3 separate regions of the Mus musculus genome follow, and regions 1 and 2 are each linked to region 3. Evidence: chromatin contacts called from public promoter capture Hi-C data. All regions are on one chromosome and are shown on one strand. The core of a region is the stretch at or near the end of the contact, and the rest is flanking DNA. Distances in the headings are between cores, read along the strand shown.

Region 1 (3,169 bases), core at 60-2,559, 3.0 Mb after region 3:
GAGAGCCACCATGACTTAGAAGGAAGCCCCGGGCTCCGCACCAGTTCTGGTGGGCTCACAGTTCTGCTTTTTTAACTTTGCTATCTTCTTGCTGCAAACTCTAAACACACAAATCTCATGCAAGGAGAGGCAGAAAGAAAAGCAACCTGTTTCCTTCTCAACAACTGGCAGAGCCTACTTCTTGGTCAGTCACTGTGCTGACATCAATCAAGCGTCATTACCACGCAAAGGTGGAGGTTATCTGCCCTGGAAGCACACAGGCTCATCATTTAAACAAAAGCATTCACGTAATGCCAAGGGATGTCCCTCGGCATGTCCCCAGAAGCCTTCCAAGTTTTTGTGAGCATCATCAACTCTTTTAGGTTTATTTAATTTCCCTCCCACCTTTCCATTTCTAAGCACAAGGATATTTTTTCAAGACCCTCAAAATTTATACAGCAGAAAGGTTTTGGAAAAAAACTCAGATGTAAATAATTGCTATGAATAATTCCTGTCTCTGGAAAAGCTCAGGGCTTGGATGTTGCCTTTATGTTTTAGAAGTTCATCATTGTTTAAGAATGATTGATTAAGAAAGGAAACTTTGTACCAGATGAATTTTCATCTTCACAGCTGTACACAAAACTTAAATTTCAGCAAAATAACTTCAGCAATGGTTTGGTTGTGTTTAAAGACATGGTTATTAAGTATATTCTAAACCAGTATTCCTCAAAGAAGTGACCGACAGATTACTGACCAGCCTGACACAAAGCACAAATAGTGTCAGGCAGATGTTTTCAAAAATGACCGTCAGGGAGATTATAGATGATGCTGAGATTTAAGGAAGTCACCACAAGAAAACAACTTCCGTAAAATACACACTTGCTACCAGAAGCTCAGGATGCCATTGCTGACTCTGACGGCTGGCTACTCTTCAGAGACACAAGCAAAGCTCGTGTTACAGTTATAGTAGGACCTGCCCTCAGATCACAAATATTGCCTGTGCCCAATAAGCAAAGCCAAGGAAACGTGAGAAATAGCAAGACGCAAACTTAAAAGGGACACATACCCGAATCCGCAGTCATGTAGTCAGTGGAAGTTCACAAGAGGTGTGGATCCTCCTTTCACCAGGTTCTTGAAAGTCTCTTCAAGGTGCCTGAACCCCTCAAGATGGCTGGGCTCCCCCTGAAAGAGCTGTTGTCCCCTCCATTGCTCAAGTCCAATTCATAAGTGAAGAGGAAAAGCAAAATAATAAAAAGAAGAAGAAAGAAAGAAAGAGATTTGCAAGCCTATTCGTGCCCAACAAACCACTACCTTGAAGGGGCTAGGCTTTGAGCTCAATGAAGTAAAGGCTGTTTGGCTAAATGGCAGGCCCACTTCCTCCTATTCTTTCCCTACTTAGTTTTCCGGCCTCCAGTGGAGCGCTGTTTTTTTCCCCTTTCCTGTGCTATAAATAAGCTGCTGCTGTGAGTACCGAGGAAAGAGGAGGCAGGAAATGTATTTGATTTCAAAAGGCAGTCAGAGGTGTGTGTGTTAGGTGTGTGTGTGTGTGTGTGTGTACAGTGTGCATGTGTGTGTGCGCACGTGTGCATGTGCACACATATGCATGTATGAGTGTGTGTGTGTGTTCCTTCCAAGTCTGCACTGGTAAACACACTGAAGAAAATTTAACCTAAATAATTCAACTTTAGTGTGAGCCATTGAGTTGTGACTTAACTGGTCCCTCAGTCTCTACTTGACTAGAAGTTGTCACTTCCCACCAGCGAAGCTTGAATTCAGAAATAATAGCATTTTCTGTGTAAACTACCACGAGCAGATTCACACTGCATCCTTCATTTCCTGAAAGACAAATTTGTGGGAGTGGGGGGGGGGTGCCTGAATACCAGGAGGAAGACCTGGTTCTGTTCTGTTCTTTTGCTTTCTGTCTTATTTTTTTCTTTCCTTTCCTTTCCTTTCCTTTCCTTTCCTTTCCTTTCCTTTCCTTTCCTTTCCTTTCCTTTCCTTTCCCTTCCCTTCCCTTCCTTTCCTTTCCTCAGACAGTTTAGACGATGCCTTACTACACAGCCCAAGCTAGGCTCAAACTCGTGATCCTCTTGCCTCACCGCTCAAATACTAGGATTACAAAGTGAGCACCATGTCAGACTCATTCTCTCCTTTCATTTAAAAATATGTTGAGGCTGGAAAGCTGACTCAGCAGGTTACAAGCACTTGCTAGCAACCCTAGGGGCTAGAAAGTGTTTTCCAGTACCCATAGAATAAGCCCAGCATCCCACAAATGCCTGTAACTCCAATTCTGAGAGTGCCAACACCCTCCTCTGGCCTCTACAAAGTGACCCCTCCAGTGTGTGTGTGTGTGTGTGTGTGTGTGTGTGTGTGTGTTCACACACACATGCAGAGGAATTATAAAAGTCTTTAAGAGAAAAAGTAGAGAATTTCTTGAGTCAAAATACCAAAAAAAAGAAAGAAAAAGAAAGAAAGAAAGAAAGAAAAGAAAAAAGGAATATACCTTCTGAATCTAATATGAATGGGAAAAACAGACATAGCTTTTCTGCATTCTTGCAATCCAAATTCCCTCATATTATTGACAATGCAAGCAAACCCCAAAATAATAGCATTTTTTCCCACATAACAGACGAGCAGCTAAAACTTTTGCTAACTTCTGATACTGATATGTAGAGAAACAACCATTTGTGTAATAGTAAGTAGAAGTATAAACTGGTCTGTATTATTTTTTAAAGATTTGTTTTACTTCTAATTACGTGTGTGTGGGGGGCACACCCATGAGTTCTAATGCCACTGGATACTAGAGATGTCAAATCCAATGGAACTAGCGTTATTAGCTGTTGTGAGATGTCTGACATGGGTGCTAGGAACTAAATCCAGGTCCCCTGCAAGAGCCAGATGAGCTCTTAACCACTGGGCCAGCTCTCCAACTCTGGACTGCATTCTTCTGTGGGCAGTCCTCACCCTCAAGTTCACTCCACATACTCCAACAAGGTAATGAGATCTAGTTTATTCTGCAGATTGGGGAGTAAGTTAGGGATGGGAAAACAATTTAGTTTCAAGCACACACACATACACACACACACACACACACACACACACACTGTAGCTCTTAATTGATTATAGCTGCATATGTCATGCTTCAAATTTTTATTCAGCACCGAGAACGTAGCTTAATGGTAGAGTACTT
Region 2 (3,363 bases), core at 169-2,668, 2.9 Mb after region 3:
GTGAAAATAGAATCACTTTTATGGCACACATTATCAACAGAATACTGATTTATATATATATATATATACATATATGTATATATTAAATTATTAGGAACAAGCCATTTTAATTTAAAAATGGATGAGTAAAAGAAAATGGTATTTGTTATATAAAGTTATTTCCTGTCTGCATATCTGCCGGACTCACTCACCGTGGGGTGAACACTGTGGGGCACAACAGTGGATCTGTAGTTCGTAGTCTCTGTGTTCATTCATCCATTCAGCTAGTGCTCATTTAGTGCCCACTGGTGTCAGGCCCTGTTGAGGGCCAGTGAAGGATCCGTGCTTCTCAGTCACGGAGGAGTGGGCCAAGCCAGTGTCTTATCTCATGGGTCTTTATGTTTATGTTTCAAAACTGCTTCCACCTCTTCCTCTGTCAGGATTCTTCTTTTGATGGCAAGATATGATGGGAATTGGGTAATGAGGAAGATAACGTATTACTTTTAGATTTTTTTTTTATTCATTAATTTGTTTTTGTGTCAGTTAAAGGAAACATTAGCAAAAGTTCCGCCTAATCATGTGGGAAAGCCGTTACTGAAGAAGCCGATGGGACCAGCCCACTGGGTGAGTCGTGATCCTCCTGAGGCTACTTCCTAAGCGGCCATCCTTTATGTCAACACTCAGAGCCCAGGTTGGCCTCAGATTCTTGGCAGTCCTCTTGCCTCAGCCTTCCAAGTACTGTGATTACACCTGATTTAAATTACATTTTCTGATATGTGATTTGCTACATGGACATCTTTGGAATATTTTGGGGGAACCTCCAGATTTATGAAGAATAAATTTTATTTGTGTGTGATTTAAAGCACTTAACTCATAATTTGTAAACATTTCATGCACTTATTAAATGAAGTTTGGTATGAGTGAAGCGTTTTTTTCTAATTGCCAGATGGATCCAACCTTGCCTGAGCTGAGCCAACTTCATGCAGTGAATTATGAGAAAGCTAACCAAGAATTCTTACTTTATTTACATATATTATTGTTTTGAGACTAACTTTTCTGTCCTGTCACTTTACTAACCATTCACATATTAGCCAGTGGGAAGGACCGTGTGTGGGGAATGCTGGGGAGTCACGTGTGACAGCGTCAGTTTTTTTCTTTAAGAACAGGGGATCAAGCACATGTGTAAATCCTAACTGGTTGCTTAAATTGTGCTTTAGGAAAAGATAGAAGCCATTAACCAAGCCATAGCCAATGAATATGAAGTCCGGAGGAAGCTGCTAATCAAACGCTTGGATGTCACCGTCCAGTCCTTTGGCTGGTCTGACAGAGCTAAGGTACGGTGGAGTAGTTGTTTATAACACAGTCCCTACACCCCTGAAAGGAAAGCTTCCAGGTGACCCCAGCCCCGCCTGCCTTGCCTGCTCTGTCAACAAGCCTGGCAGCTGTATTTGTACAAGGTAATTCTTAACTACGGCAAACTGCACAGAGTTTAAAACTATTTCCTACCACCTGGAACCCAGTAAACTCCTCAGATCTTTAATCTTTTTAGTTGTAGTGTTTGTTTTCTACACCCCATTCTGAATTTTTAACATTTGTCTTTGAACACTTTTGTTTCAACAGAGTCAGACAGACAAACTAGCTAAGGTTTACCAGCCGAAGCGCTCACTCTTGTCGCCTAAAGGTAAGGTCTCTGTTGCTCACCTTCTGGCCGCCAGACAAGACTTGTCAAAGATTTTAAGGACAAGCAGTGGGTCCATAAGAGAAAAGACTGCCTGTGCCATTAATAAGGTGACTAGAGTACTTCTGATTTTCTTTCCCATGCATTAGTCTCTCTGTAAAATGAGAAGTTTACGTTATCTTTCTTATCGCATAGGTGCTGATGGGCAGGGTGCCTGACAGAGGCGGCAGACCTAATGAAATTGAACCTCCACCCCCAGAGATGCCACCGTGGCAGAAAAGACAAGATGGCCCCCAGCAGCAAGCAGGAGGCCGAGGCGGAGGGAGAGGTGGTTATGAACATTCCTCATACGGAGGACGAGGAGGTCATGAACAAGGAGGGAGAGGTGGACGTGGTAGCTATGACCACGGTGGCCGAGGGGGAGGAAGAGGAAATAAACATCAAGGAGGCTGGACAGATGGAGGGAGTGGAAGTGGAGGTGGTTATCAGGACGGTGCTTATCGAGATTCGGGCTTCCAGCCTGGTGGCTATCATGGTGGCCACAGTGGTGGCTACCAAGCTGGTGGCTATGGTGGTTTCCAGACATCTTCATATACAGGAAGTGGCTACCAGGGCGGTGGATACCAGCAAGACAATAGATACCAAGATGGTGGGCACCATGGTGAACGAGGCAGTGGTCGTGGGGGAAGAGGTGGTCGAGGGGGTCGGGGAGGACGTGGAAGCCAGGGAGGAGGCTGGGGAGGAAGAGGGAGCCAGACTTATCATCAAGGGGGCCAGTTTGAACAGCACTTCCAACATGGAGGCTATCAGTATAGTCATTCTGGATTTGGACAAGGAAGACATTATACTAGTTGAGGCTACAGAAACTCACATTTTGCTAGAGCTCAAGTAATAGAAACTTAGTTTCAGAATCCTGAATCCAACATCTATTTGGAATGAATGTAAGACCACAGGTAGCAGGCATACTCCTGCTTAGGATAACCATTTGCTGGTCTTCATTCAATTCTTTCTCTCTTTTTATTACTAAACAGTTTTACATAACACTGTTTATTTAAGAAACATATCTCTTCTTTCTATGAAAAACAAATTTTAAAGGCAATTTAAGTTGCCTTTAGTTGACCGGTAAACTAATCCAGTTGGAACATACATGCTTTTTTGAAGAAATTACTTGAATAAAATAGTTTTCACATTTTCAATATGCAAGTTTTGAAAATGAGGATTTGCCTGGACTTTTTTATATTTAATGCTGGGAAACCTTCCTCATATTAACAACCCATGTATGTTTTTCGTAAGCTACCTTCTGATGTCTATTCTCCGAGCATAGCTCTGCCCTGATTGGCATTTTATTCAGAGAGATGTTTGTCACCTTTCTTTTTGGTAGACCTGTTGGGTTGGTTCCTATTACATGAGCTCTTTTGCAGATAGCACATTCAGTAGCCTTATCCTGTTGGTGGAATACTGTACCATATGCTCCTCCAAAACCCATGAACACGGCCAAAACCCATAAAAACAACAAAAGCAAACTAAGTCAAGAACCGTAGTATCTGTAGGCACTTAGTTAAGTATAGCAACTCAAACCAGACCTGCATCCATCCGAGACAAACGTTCCTCCTTCACCCTTGTTTTTACTTGAAATTCGCTAGAAGAAATGGCGAGCAGACATCTGTTCCATGCACTAGTTAATGCTACTGGCTCAGCATATACAA
Region 3 (3,174 bases), core at 99-2,598:
CTTCCTCCTCAGGGGGCCCCTGGTGATGGACTGTGTAAACCCGAAGCTGGTGCTTTGGTTCAAGCTAGAAGTTAGCTGAAGGGAGCAGCCTGTCAGGAAGGAGAAGAAGTGCTGACAGGACATACTGAGTGAAGGGGCGAGGGAACAGAAACTTGAAACTGGGTAGTTTCTAAGAAAGGCTGAGTCAAAGAGTCTAGAGAAAGGCTGGGTGGAAGAGCATGGTACCACAACATGGCAGAAATGGGTCTCCTGTTGAATGTCTTCTTACATTCTACCACTTAACACTTCCTTTTACCCAAGGAGGGGCAGGTATTGTTTGCAAGGAAATTCATTGGGCATTTTGTATTTAATTATATATAAAACGAGCTCACTGGATTGAGTTGCCCAATAAATTTTTATACAATTCCTGAGTAGACACTATATATGTATATATATATATATATACATATATATTCCCTTTTAAAATGTACTTTTCTCTCATACAATCCCTTTGACTGCAGTTCCCCCTCCCTCAACTCCTCCCAGTTACCCCCTTCCCCCTCTTCCCCAGCTGCATTGCTCCTCTGTTTTATAACATTTTATAATATATTATTGAAAGATGTTTCACCCACCTGAATGACACATTTGAAGGAATAATGATTCTGTCTATTATTGGGCATTTACTGCATCTGCCTACTTTCCTTGATTTTTGTTGTAGTTAAATGCATGTGATAAAACTATAATCCTAGCCATCTTCAGGGTACAGTGTATATGGCATACAACAATCACTGCTCTTTACCTTCATGGATAATTTTATTTTGCAAATAAACAAACAAATAAGAAGCTAGGTCTATGAAAAGAAAGCTTTCCATACCTCAGCCATGCTTTTACAAGATTTAATTTTCATTAAATTTTAAAGGTCGGGCTACAGTAATGAAGAAGTGACCATGCATAGCAAGCAGGTGAGTATTTATTGTTGAGGCATTTTCTAAGTACTTTGAGCATATTCACTCACATAATTATTAGCAAGCATGCGTTTTGCACATGGGAGAGATGTATTTGTGGAATGGATTTTGGTACCAAGCAAACATTTCCCAGTAAATCTTGTCAATCTAGATGGAGTGTTAGAAATGTTCCTATGGGGCAAAAATCTGACAGTAAGTAGGTTTAAAGAAGTCTTCCTTTTAGCCACTTTTAGACAGGGACACTGAGGGAAGTTGTTTCTAAATGCTCAAGAACATCGGAAGTGACTCAACTCGGTTAAGGTCTTCCAGAAGACTCAGGAAGGGAAGACTTTAAAGTCAGCTTGGGTCTCCGCTCAACCAAGAGCTGGAGGACAAGGGGCGTGGCCTCAAGTGGGCGGGCACCGTTGGGGCGTGGCCTGGAAGCGACAGGGCGTGGCTGTCTGACCGGGGCGGGGCGCCGGCAGCGGGCGCGATGGCGGCTGACGGGGACTGGCAGGATTTCTATGAGTTCCAGGAGCCGGCCGGGAGTGTCCAGGAACAGGAGAACTGTAACGCGAGCCCGGAGGCTGGCGCGGGGGCACACGCGGGCGGCGACAGCTTCCCGGCGCTGGCTTCCAGCCTGGAGGAGAAGCTGAGCCTGTGCTTCCGCCCCACGTCGGAGGCCGAGCCCCCACGGGCGGCCGTGCGGCCCATCACGGAGTGCAGCCTCCTGCAAGGGGACGAGTGAGTGCGGGCCCCGGAGCGGGCGGGCGGGCGGGAGCGGCCCCAACCTCGCCCTGCCCCCGCCGCAGCCGGGAGTCCCCACAGGCCCCGCCCCGCGCCCTCCTTCTTCCTCGGTCGCTCTGAGCCCCGCCCCGGGGCTGCCGGCCTGGCCCTGGAGTTTAAATGCCCGCTGTTGCCCTGCCTTCCTTCCCCTTGAACCCTCCTGCAGACCCCTGTGTGCTTCCTTGTGGAGACCCTGCCTCCTGGGGCACGTGTGGCTCAGTTCATTCATTCAACTCGCTTTTCTTAAAGCCCCTGTCATGGGGCCTGGCACTGGGGATGCCGAAGTGGGCATTGCTCCTCTCAAGTAGGACACAAAGTGGGATGGGACATAGGTTGGTTAAGCACATGTTTTCCGAGTGTAATGAGTACTTTGATAGGTATTTGTACCGGATACGGGAGATTTCAAAGGGGATGTCCGAATGAAGACTTTATAGCCGCTAACTGAATCCTTGATGGAGATCTGGGAGTTAGGCAGAGTGCAGAGGTGTGAGTTACCATTGAAGTTATAGAAGTCTCTTGGGCCCACAAGAACAAACTGTCACAGAGGCAAAAAGTAAATGGTAGCCCTTACTAATGATATCTAATAGTGTATCCAGAAGACCAGTGCACAGCAGCAATGGCTCCCGTTTTCTCTGTGATTAGCTTCAGTGTGATGACATTCACAGGGGTTGATGAAAGCGCTTTATTCAGACACTTTTAAACCCAATTATTGTTTGTTTACACGAGAGTTGTAATTATGTACCGCATCTTTTCGTGAAAATCTAGCCAAAAGAATGGTGCGAGCCAGTGAGCTCGAGTGTTTTGTTTGCAGGGTGAGTGGAGACCCTAAGAGTACTGGCCCTCTTGGAAGGTGATGGGTAGGACCCGTTTCCAGAACATTGGGAACACAATGGTGGCCGGAGACACTACATGTTAGTGAGGAGAATTGAAACAACAGCATTTTTTATTACATCTTAATAATTTTGTGTGAGTACTTGTGTGATTGTGGACGGGTAAAGCAAGCCTGTCAGACGCATCCTTGGAGTCAGACCACTTGTACAGTCAGCTTCTCTCTCTCTCTCTCTCTCTCTCTCTCTCTCTTTTTTTTTTTTTTTTTTTTTTACAGATCCCAGGTCTCCGGGGTCATTGGTCTTGCTTGATGCCCGGTATCTTTAGGCACCAAAACCATGGGAGGAATTCTTGAACTATGATAAGATTCATGGCATTAAAGAGTTTTAATTTCTCAAGGAATTAGGAAATTTACCAAGAGAGAGCAGAGAGAGAGGACCTATGCTAACATGGGTGACTAGCCATGTTCTCCTCAAGGGCAGTGGAGGTATAAGTGTATGGTGGGAGTTTAAATGCAGAGATAAGCATGCGGTGCACAGCAAAAGGTGACTTTTGTAGATTTTCCCCAAAGAGCAGATGGCTTCCTCTATGTAGATTTATAGACTTGAATTATTGAGACTTACTGCACATTCAGGAT

The links. Promoter capture Hi-C pulls out the DNA fragments that hold promoters and counts their contacts.
Region 1: a contact with region 3 is called in a promoter capture Hi-C map of pre-B cells. The contact joins the promoter of Rasgrp3 here to the promoter of Fez2 in region 3. A contact is called at or near these places in 4 of 39 promoter capture datasets (the 3T3-L1 cell line, cranial neural crest, hippocampal neurons and 1 more).
Region 2: a contact with region 3 is called in a promoter capture Hi-C map of liver, with 6 times the contacts expected there. The contact joins the enhancer-like site here to the promoter of Fez2 in region 3. A contact is called at or near these places in 9 of 39 promoter capture datasets (the 3T3-L1 cell line, the C10 cell line, cranial neural crest and 4 more) and 1 of 115 datasets of contacts at active chromatin or transcription factors (stem cell-derived neural progenitor cells).

Annotation. Positions count from the first base shown.
Region 1 is chr17:75,434,045-75,437,213 of GRCm38.p6, reverse strand. Rasgrp3 (RAS, guanyl releasing protein 3) reads right to left here and starts at 1,309. Exons shown (of 17, transcript NM_001166493.1): 1 at 1,046-1,309.
Region 2 is chr17:75,537,351-75,540,713 of GRCm38.p6, reverse strand. Fam98a (family with sequence similarity 98, member A) reads left to right here. Exons shown (of 8, transcript NM_133747.2): 5 at 523-603; 6 at 1,197-1,313; 7 at 1,600-1,767; 8 at 1,853-3,363. The coding sequence ends at 2,512. Among named protein-coding and RNA genes, the nearest start is that of Fam98a, 13 kb to the left of the region's middle. Within about 2 kb of position 1,418, at least 25 of the 459 cell types and tissues checked have an H3K27ac peak or open chromatin away from gene starts, as enhancers often do. A contact at or near this core is called in liver, where this site is marked.
Region 3 is chr17:78,416,326-78,419,499 of GRCm38.p6, reverse strand. It overlaps Fez2 (fasciculation and elongation protein zeta 2 (zygin II)), which reads left to right and starts at 1,348. Exons shown (of 8, transcript NM_199448.3): 1 at 1,348-1,667. The coding sequence starts at 1,417.